Regions from separate parts of the Sus scrofa genome. Here region 2 is linked to region 1. The links are chromatin contacts, called in public HiChIP or PLAC-seq maps. All regions are on one chromosome and are shown on one strand. The core of a region is the stretch at or near the end of the contact, and the rest is flanking DNA. Distances in the headings are between cores, read along the strand shown. Region 1 overlaps PLA2G4A (cytosolic phospholipase A2). Region 2 overlaps PLA2G4A (cytosolic phospholipase A2).

Region 1 (3,654 bases), core at 382-2,881:
CCCTTGTAGAAGGATTTATAATTGTAGAAGAGACAATATCTGCCTAGGATAGTCTAGGGGAAGGTAAGTGGTATCTTATAAGTTTTCTTTGGGCTCTCATTTTTTATTTCTTGAAATTAAAGGACTTTTTTTACATGCATTTGAGGCAATACCATAAAAGTATTAAGAAAAATCATTTACAGCAATTAAGGATTTATAGAAAAGTAATTTTGGGAAAAATATTTAAAGATGAATGCCGTTACGGGGACATGCTATATGGACTCCTGCATCTATAACTAAAATTTCTTAATGTCCATCAGTCCCTTGTTATTATCTACCACAAACCTCAAACAGGTATCAACTTCCTTTCCACTCAATTGTTATGAAGTAGAGACAGATGAATTTAAAATTGATTGAACTTAGATCTCAAAGAGATAACTCTAGGGCATTTCTGTCATTCATGGAATAGTCTTGAAAATTACTACTTTCAATGTACAATGGGAATTCATAGTCAGCTATAATGTCAAAGTATCATTATATCCTTGATTATTGAAGGATGACATATTTTAGGAAGATTTCTCGCAGTGAAAATTCTAATTTATAGGGGTTTCTCAGTTAATTAAAAATTTAGTTGGAAAATATTATGATGATAATATAATCTGCTACTTGCTTATTTTTTGAGGTAGTGATCGCCAGGGATTTCTATTTAAAATTAGTAAAAGTTTACAATATTTATATGGGATTTTTTTTGTGTGTATGTGTCCTTATCACTAACAATCCCTCTGTTCTCAATGAAAAGCAATATAAGAAAGAATCAGTTTTGTGAGACTCATTCAGTGTTTACAGAAATTTATACTATCTGCTTAAATTATGTGTTAAATTGACAAGTTGGCTTGGCTGATTAATACCTTAAAGTTATTGTCACAATGAAGAGAACATTGTTGTATAACTTACAATTCTCTGTAAAGAAACGAATTTTTAGATACTATTTTATGAATATATATAGCATGCCTAAGAAAGAATAGGAAAAATCTGTCTTTTTAACATTTAGAAAAAGAAGAGTTATTAGGGGAAGCCATGTAGATAGACTGTACTTTTTTTCGCTTAAGAATTTTTACCTGTTTACCTGTTGGGTCAAGAAGAAAATGCAGATGTAACATCAACCAGGAATCACTGACCACTGAGTTCACCAAATCAGTATGTTCTAATTGCTACTGACTACATTCCAGGCACTGTGCTATATTTAGGGACTACTTGGGTGAGTAAAGATTTAATACCCCCTTGGAGAAGAGAGAATAATTAAGGAAATAATGGGTAATATAAGATGCAAATGGACTTGAATAGTACAGGCTGACCTGGGGAAATGAAGGATGGAAAGGTGAAGTTTAAGCTGAGATGTGAGGGACGAGAAGCCATGTGTGGAGAGCGAATGGTGTGGCTTATTACGGAGGATCCAGGAGTAGCATTTGTAAATAAGCCTGCAAAGGAGCAACCAAGGAATTAATGCAAAACTAGGAGTTAGGACGATGTCATGGGAGCAAAGAAGTGAAAGTGGTTCCAGAAAAACAGGATAGAAAAGCGATGACTGACTGCATTTAAAAAACCAGGAAGTCACTAGCGATCTTGATGAGAGCAGCTCTGGTGGAGTGGTGGGGACGCGGTGGGGTGGCAGAGGGCATGAAAGTGAGGACTCTGAGGATGCGGATAGACAGCGTGTGAGCAAATGGTCCATTAGAAAAATGTGAAGCAGCACAACAGGGGAGAGAGACATGGAGGGAAAAGGAAATGGAGACGAGAGAGACTGTAAAAAGCTTGCCCATCAGATTATCCCGTAGAAGGTCAAGTTGGATGATTCAGAAAAGACAGGCACAGCTTTCCGAGTGAAGCCAGTTGAGGAGGAGAGAGGGATTTTGCGTCCCAAACACATGTGGGGCCAGGTCCAGTACAGGGGGAGGAACTCTGCCTTCTTGGTGACAGAGAGAAGGAGAACCCAGGTACTCTGGCAGAGAAGTTTGAGGGTTTGCGGGTGAGAAGATGAACTTCCCCTTGTGACGCCTTCTGTTGTCTCTGTGAAAGGAGATGAGGTCACTACCCAAGAGTGGGGGTGGGGATAAGGTGAGAAACTTGAAGGGGAGAAGAAAGTCCTTTTCTAAGGTGGAAATGCAAGGGCACCAGAAAACCTAGAAAGATGCTGTGTGGTGGCCAGAGCCTCTGAGAATGTGGACCAAAATAAAACCACTTTAGCAGGTTATGTGGTTTTTCTCCAGTTATGCTAAGAACGAACCCAGAGAAGCTAGGTCTGCTGAATTTCTCTAGAGGGTTTTTTGTTTGTGTTTGTTTGTTTGTTTTTGTTTTGTGTGGGAGTTTTTAAAGGAAGAAAGAAAATCGGGAAATCACTATAATGAATGACCAGAAAACAAAATACCTAAAACAAAAGTGCATAGAAATTCATGAGCTTATAGAATGCAGATCTTTTGATCCAGGGTAATTATTAACCAGTAAGATGGAATCACAGATTGCCTTGTTTTCCAGCATTTGGTCGGCAAAGACAGAGCCTTTGTTCCTTTCAAACACTTGGATTTTTTGCCTGGCCAATTGCTAGGCCCAGTTCCACACATCATCGCATCTCAGTGCATTTACCTGTTCCGGGAGCCATCATGCTGGGTTGCTTTTCCTTCACGTCCTAGGTGCCAGAATTATTGTTTTAAGTTCTGAATACTTAACCATTGTCTTGCCTGCCTTTCTTGGATGGCCAGCTAAGTTCTTGAGTCTGGTTTCTATCTTACTCCTCACCCTTTGCCTACTTTCCTCCTTCAGATTCTTGAGGCCACCTTAATGTTCCCTAAAAGATAATGCTTTATAGAATTGGGACCATTCCAAATCTGCAGTGTAAAGACGGCTGAAACGTTTAGTAATAATAACCACCTGTCGCAAAAGAGGGTCCTTTACAGCTCTGCTATCAGGATGTCCTTCTTCAGCCTGACAAAAATCCTTCATTTTGCAACTTAAAGTCATTTCATTTCCTTTTTTTTTTCTTTTCAATCTTTAGAGCTTTAGAGAACAGCTGGTTACCATAAGTACCATAATCAAAATGCTGTTTTTTTTTTTTTTTAAGAACTAAAACAATTTTATTGAACTGTTGACTTTCATATTTCCTCAACGTTTAATTAAAACACATCTCATTTTAAACAATTATTCATTCTTTAGCCCTTTCTCATTAATCCTTTTAACACTGAAGTGCTTAATTTTACTCTACTGATGGCCAGGTGCTTCTGTGAAGGGAAACAGTGAGTCTGTGTGGGTCAAGTTGGGCAGGGAGGTGAGGAGGGGAAGCTCTTTGTGATCAGATACCCTTGAGTTTGCTTCTGGCTCAGATGGTTCCCAGATGCACTGCCTGGCATGGAGGAGGGAGGAGATGCTTCTTTGACCTTCATCCCTCCCTGCCTCAATGAACCATGTCTGTCCTACGTTGGAAAGTCATTCTGCACTTTATTCCTGGTTCTGCCCATATTTCCTGAGGTTCTAGTATAGATATAGTTATCAGACTTTTTCCTGTCCAAAGTGAAGAGGGGAGTGTAACAGTTTTTGTTAATTTTCATATTTTTGCAAAAACCCATTGAGGCATTAGATTCCACCACCAGCAGCTCAACCGAAACATCCATATACACTTTATTA
Region 2 (3,654 bases), core at 591-3,090, 120 kb after region 1:
TCGAACATAGATTCTCTTTGTCATCTCTCAACTCACACATATACACATGTAGATTATAAATGTATATTTATGTACAGAGTTCCCTGAAATCTGAACAGAAGGATTTAGGGGGGAGGAACTGTACTCAACCACTCAGTGTTTTTAGATTTGAATTATCAATGAATAATAGTAACAATGAGGATTGTGCTGCTGCTGTTATTACAACTATTTCTACTATCGTCTAGGGTTTACTGGGAATGTAATGTGGGCCAGACACCTTTCTAAGACATTTACATAAATGCACTAACTCAGTTTATCCTCACAACAACCCTATGAGGTTGACTGATGAGAAAGTGAAGGCTGCGAAAGGTTAACTAACTAGTAAATAGTGGAGAGAAGGTTGGAATCTGAGCAGTCTGGTTCTGAAGCCAATGCTCTCAATAACTACACAGCGTAGTTTCCAGCAGCAATGATGAGGGCACGGATTCTAAGGAAAAAGTCATTGAAAAGTGCTTCTTTGGGATGATCACTGGATTTTCAAACATTTAAAAACGTGTGTTTAAATTACAGTCTTCTTAAACCCCAAACTTTATAAGCAAGAATGAAATGACAGTTCAATACATGCTGAATCCTTTAGTTGTCTGCTCTCAGGCTGCATGATTTCTGAATGTTTATTAAATAAGACAGGGAAGGAAACTTGGGGAAGGAAGAGGTTTAGCTACTATGGATATTCGCTTCATGTGTGTGTGCAGCCAAGGAAAAGGAAGAAAAGAACTGGGAAAAGGGGGAAAGGGAAAATAGAAGTTTCTTTGGAAATCAAGAATAGGCCAGGTAACACTGTCAAGAATACAGCCTTAAGACATAACTACAGGGAAAGGGTAAAGTAAGAACAATTTAAGAGCAAAAGTGATTAACCACAATGTTTACTCTCTTCATTGACACAGATCAACCTTTGTTAAAATCTGTAGAGCTTCAGCATTAATTTCACCATTCCATTGCCCCAACCTTGTTTCTGTTTGTATGGAGTTTGGAGTCTGTATAACAATCTTACCTTTCTCCTTAGGCAGTGAAAACGAAGAAGCAGAAAGGGAATACCAAAATGATAATCAAGCAAGTTGGGTCCAGCGTATGCTGATGGCCTTGGTGAGTGATTCAGCTTTGTTCAATACCAGAGAGGGACGTGCCGGGAAGGTGCACAACTTCATGCTGGGCCTGAATCTCAATACGTCCTACCCAATGTCTCCTCTGAGAAACTTTACCACCCAGGAGTCCTTGGATGAAGATGAACTGGATACAGCAGTAGCAGGTAAGCACCCCGGATGGAATCCTTGGAAGTTAGTTCAGGAGCTCTTTCTTCCTTCTCTAGGGAGGAACATTCTAATTCTTGCTAATAATAAGTCCTTTGTAATCAAATTAAAAAGCATGCACTTAACGTGTGAAGGGCTCTGAATTATTGTTTCGGTTTTTCGGAGAGGGCAGTGAAAATACATTGGATGGAAAATGGCATAGTCATATCAGCATAAACAATTTTCATTGAACTATTGAGTGGGAGCGTATCTCCTTTCTGTGTTGGTCAAAGTTCACACACAGAAAACAGGAAACCCTCTCCCTTGTTTAACTGAAAGGGGTTTAAAGTAGGGAATTAGGTGCTTACAAAATTGTTCCATGGCTTGGAGGAGCAAGGTCCAGGCTGAGCGTCTAGGAATGAGTCCAATAACACTTCAAAATCACTCCCACAAACTCCCCCACCACCGTGCTTGGCGGTAGAAATAGCAGAAACATAGCCTCTGTCTCATTTCCTCCTTCCAGCCTCTCGTGGGTGTTTCTCCTTGGCAAAGGCTGGCTCTCAGGAGAAGCCAAGCTGGGAGGGAATCTGGTGAACGTGATCCTCAGCCCGGCTCTCCAGTGCAGTGCAGAAATGTGTGCAGCCTAGGGCTGGGAGCAGAACTGAGTTCACCAGTCTGCAGCGCCCGTCGGGCTAGTGACTCTGTCCCTCCAGTCCTCAGAAAGGTTAAGTAACCTTTTGAGGCCACCTCCTGAGAACCCACTCACTTTCAGGTTTGTCGCTTAGCCAAACTCCAAAGAACACTCGCTTTGAAGCTTCAGTTCCATGCATGTTCCAGATTAAAAGTTAAATTTGTCTTGGTGACTCATCCCTATGTAATAATCTTTCTTATAATGCTCCTGTCATCTTAAATTTTTCTACTTCATCGTACCATCTTGTTTCCCTTAACTACCCAAATGGCATTTCTCTGTTATTTCTGCCTAAGAATGCTAACAGGGGGGCTCTGAAAACATAAGTGGAATTTTTCTAAAACCTTTCCACTTACTCTTTGCTTCAGAATTCTCCCTGTTCGATGTTTGTGAAAATTAGGACATGGCTTTAGATCTTGTCGTTTAGGTAATGCTGTTTCTATTTGCTGCTTGAGCTTAAGGGAAATTACAAAAGCAAAAGCTACCCTTGTGGTTTCCACAGAGAAATAGAAACTCACCATATTTTGCATTATGTTTGTGGCATCAAAGTCTAGGATATGAGGTAGGTCTGATTATACACCTATAATGCCAGCCCTTCCATATGAACTATAATAAAAGTCTATTTGGAATAAAGTCAGTGTCTTTTTTTAAATTCATCTAAGATAAAAAGACTTCACTGTACAATCAGTGATGTTATTTTTGTGCGTGTTGTGGCACATGCTTTTACATATTGCCATTAAAATGCCAATTAAGGAGTTCCCGTCATGGCCCAGCAGAAACGAATCCGACTAGGAACCATGAGGTTGCTAGTTCGATCTCTGGCCTCACTCAGTAAGTAGGGTTAGGATCTGGCATTGCCATGAGCTGTGGTGTAGGCCGCAGACACAGCTTGGATCCTGTGTTGCTGTGGCTGTGGCATAAGCCAGTAGCTATAGCTCCCATTCGACCCCTCGCCTAGGAACCTCCGTATGCCACAGGGGCAGCCCTAGAAAGAAAGAAAAAAAAAAGGCCAACTAAATATCTTCTTTAGAAATTCAAGTTTTATGAATGAATGATGATGGGCTTAAAAAAAAAAAACCCTCATAGAGCATTTAGAACTAGAAAGATTCTTTAGTTATTTTACTCTATAGAAAAGGAAGATTAAAGATAGTTTGCCTGGAATTGCTCAACTGAGCTAGAACTTGAGCATTGCTCAGAAGCCATTCCTTCCTGCTACACCCCCTTCCTCATTGGCCTTGGTTTTATTAGTCATTGTCTTGCTGATGTAAAAATGGAACTTTCCTTTATGTCTACTTATTACATCTGTTTTATGTTATTGCTTTGATTACATCACCGAGCACCATCTGTGGTTTGCACAGCATGGATTCTGTGCTCTATATTTTCACAATTTTCTGGTAGTTTTGCAATAGTTCATGTAGATTTGGAGGTGTCAGGGCTACTAGTGCTTGGTTAAATTTGAATTCCAAATTATAGATAGATAGATAGATAGATAGATAGATAGATAGATAGATAGATAGAGAGTATGCCCCTTGTAACATTTGAGACATATTTGTTCTAAAAATTATTTGCTATTTATCTGAAACTCAAATTTGGACACCCTGTATTTTTATTCAATAAGCCTGGTGCCCTTAGGAAGTGTGCCTCTTTCATTATCCTCGCCTTCTTTCAGATTGATCTTCATTCTCAGCTTCCTTCTTTCCT

What was found. HiChIP or PLAC-seq counts read pairs in DNA pulled down with a chosen protein or histone mark.
Region 2: an H3K27ac HiChIP or PLAC-seq map of alveolar macrophages shows a contact between it and region 1. The contact joins two enhancer-like sites. A contact is called at or near these places in 2 of 47 Hi-C or Micro-C datasets (epiblast stem cells and liver) and 1 of 2 datasets of contacts at active chromatin or transcription factors (alveolar macrophages).

What each region holds. Positions count from the first base shown.
Region 1 is chr9:128,007,375-128,011,028 of Sscrofa11.1, forward strand. All of the region lies in intron 6 of PLA2G4A (cytosolic phospholipase A2), which reads left to right. Among named protein-coding and RNA genes, the nearest start is that of PTGS2, 150 kb to the left of the region's middle. Within about 2 kb of position 1,632, at least 22 of the 83 cell types and tissues checked have an H3K27ac peak or open chromatin away from gene starts, as enhancers often do. A contact at or near this core is called in alveolar macrophages, where this site is marked.
Region 2 is chr9:128,129,666-128,133,319 of Sscrofa11.1, forward strand. It overlaps PLA2G4A (cytosolic phospholipase A2), which reads left to right. Exons shown (of 23, transcript XM_021063827.1): 19 at 1,043-1,285. Among named protein-coding and RNA genes, the nearest start is that of PTGS2, 270 kb to the left of the region's middle. Within about 2 kb of position 1,841, at least 20 of the 83 cell types and tissues checked have an H3K27ac peak or open chromatin away from gene starts, as enhancers often do. A contact at or near this core is called in alveolar macrophages, where this site is marked.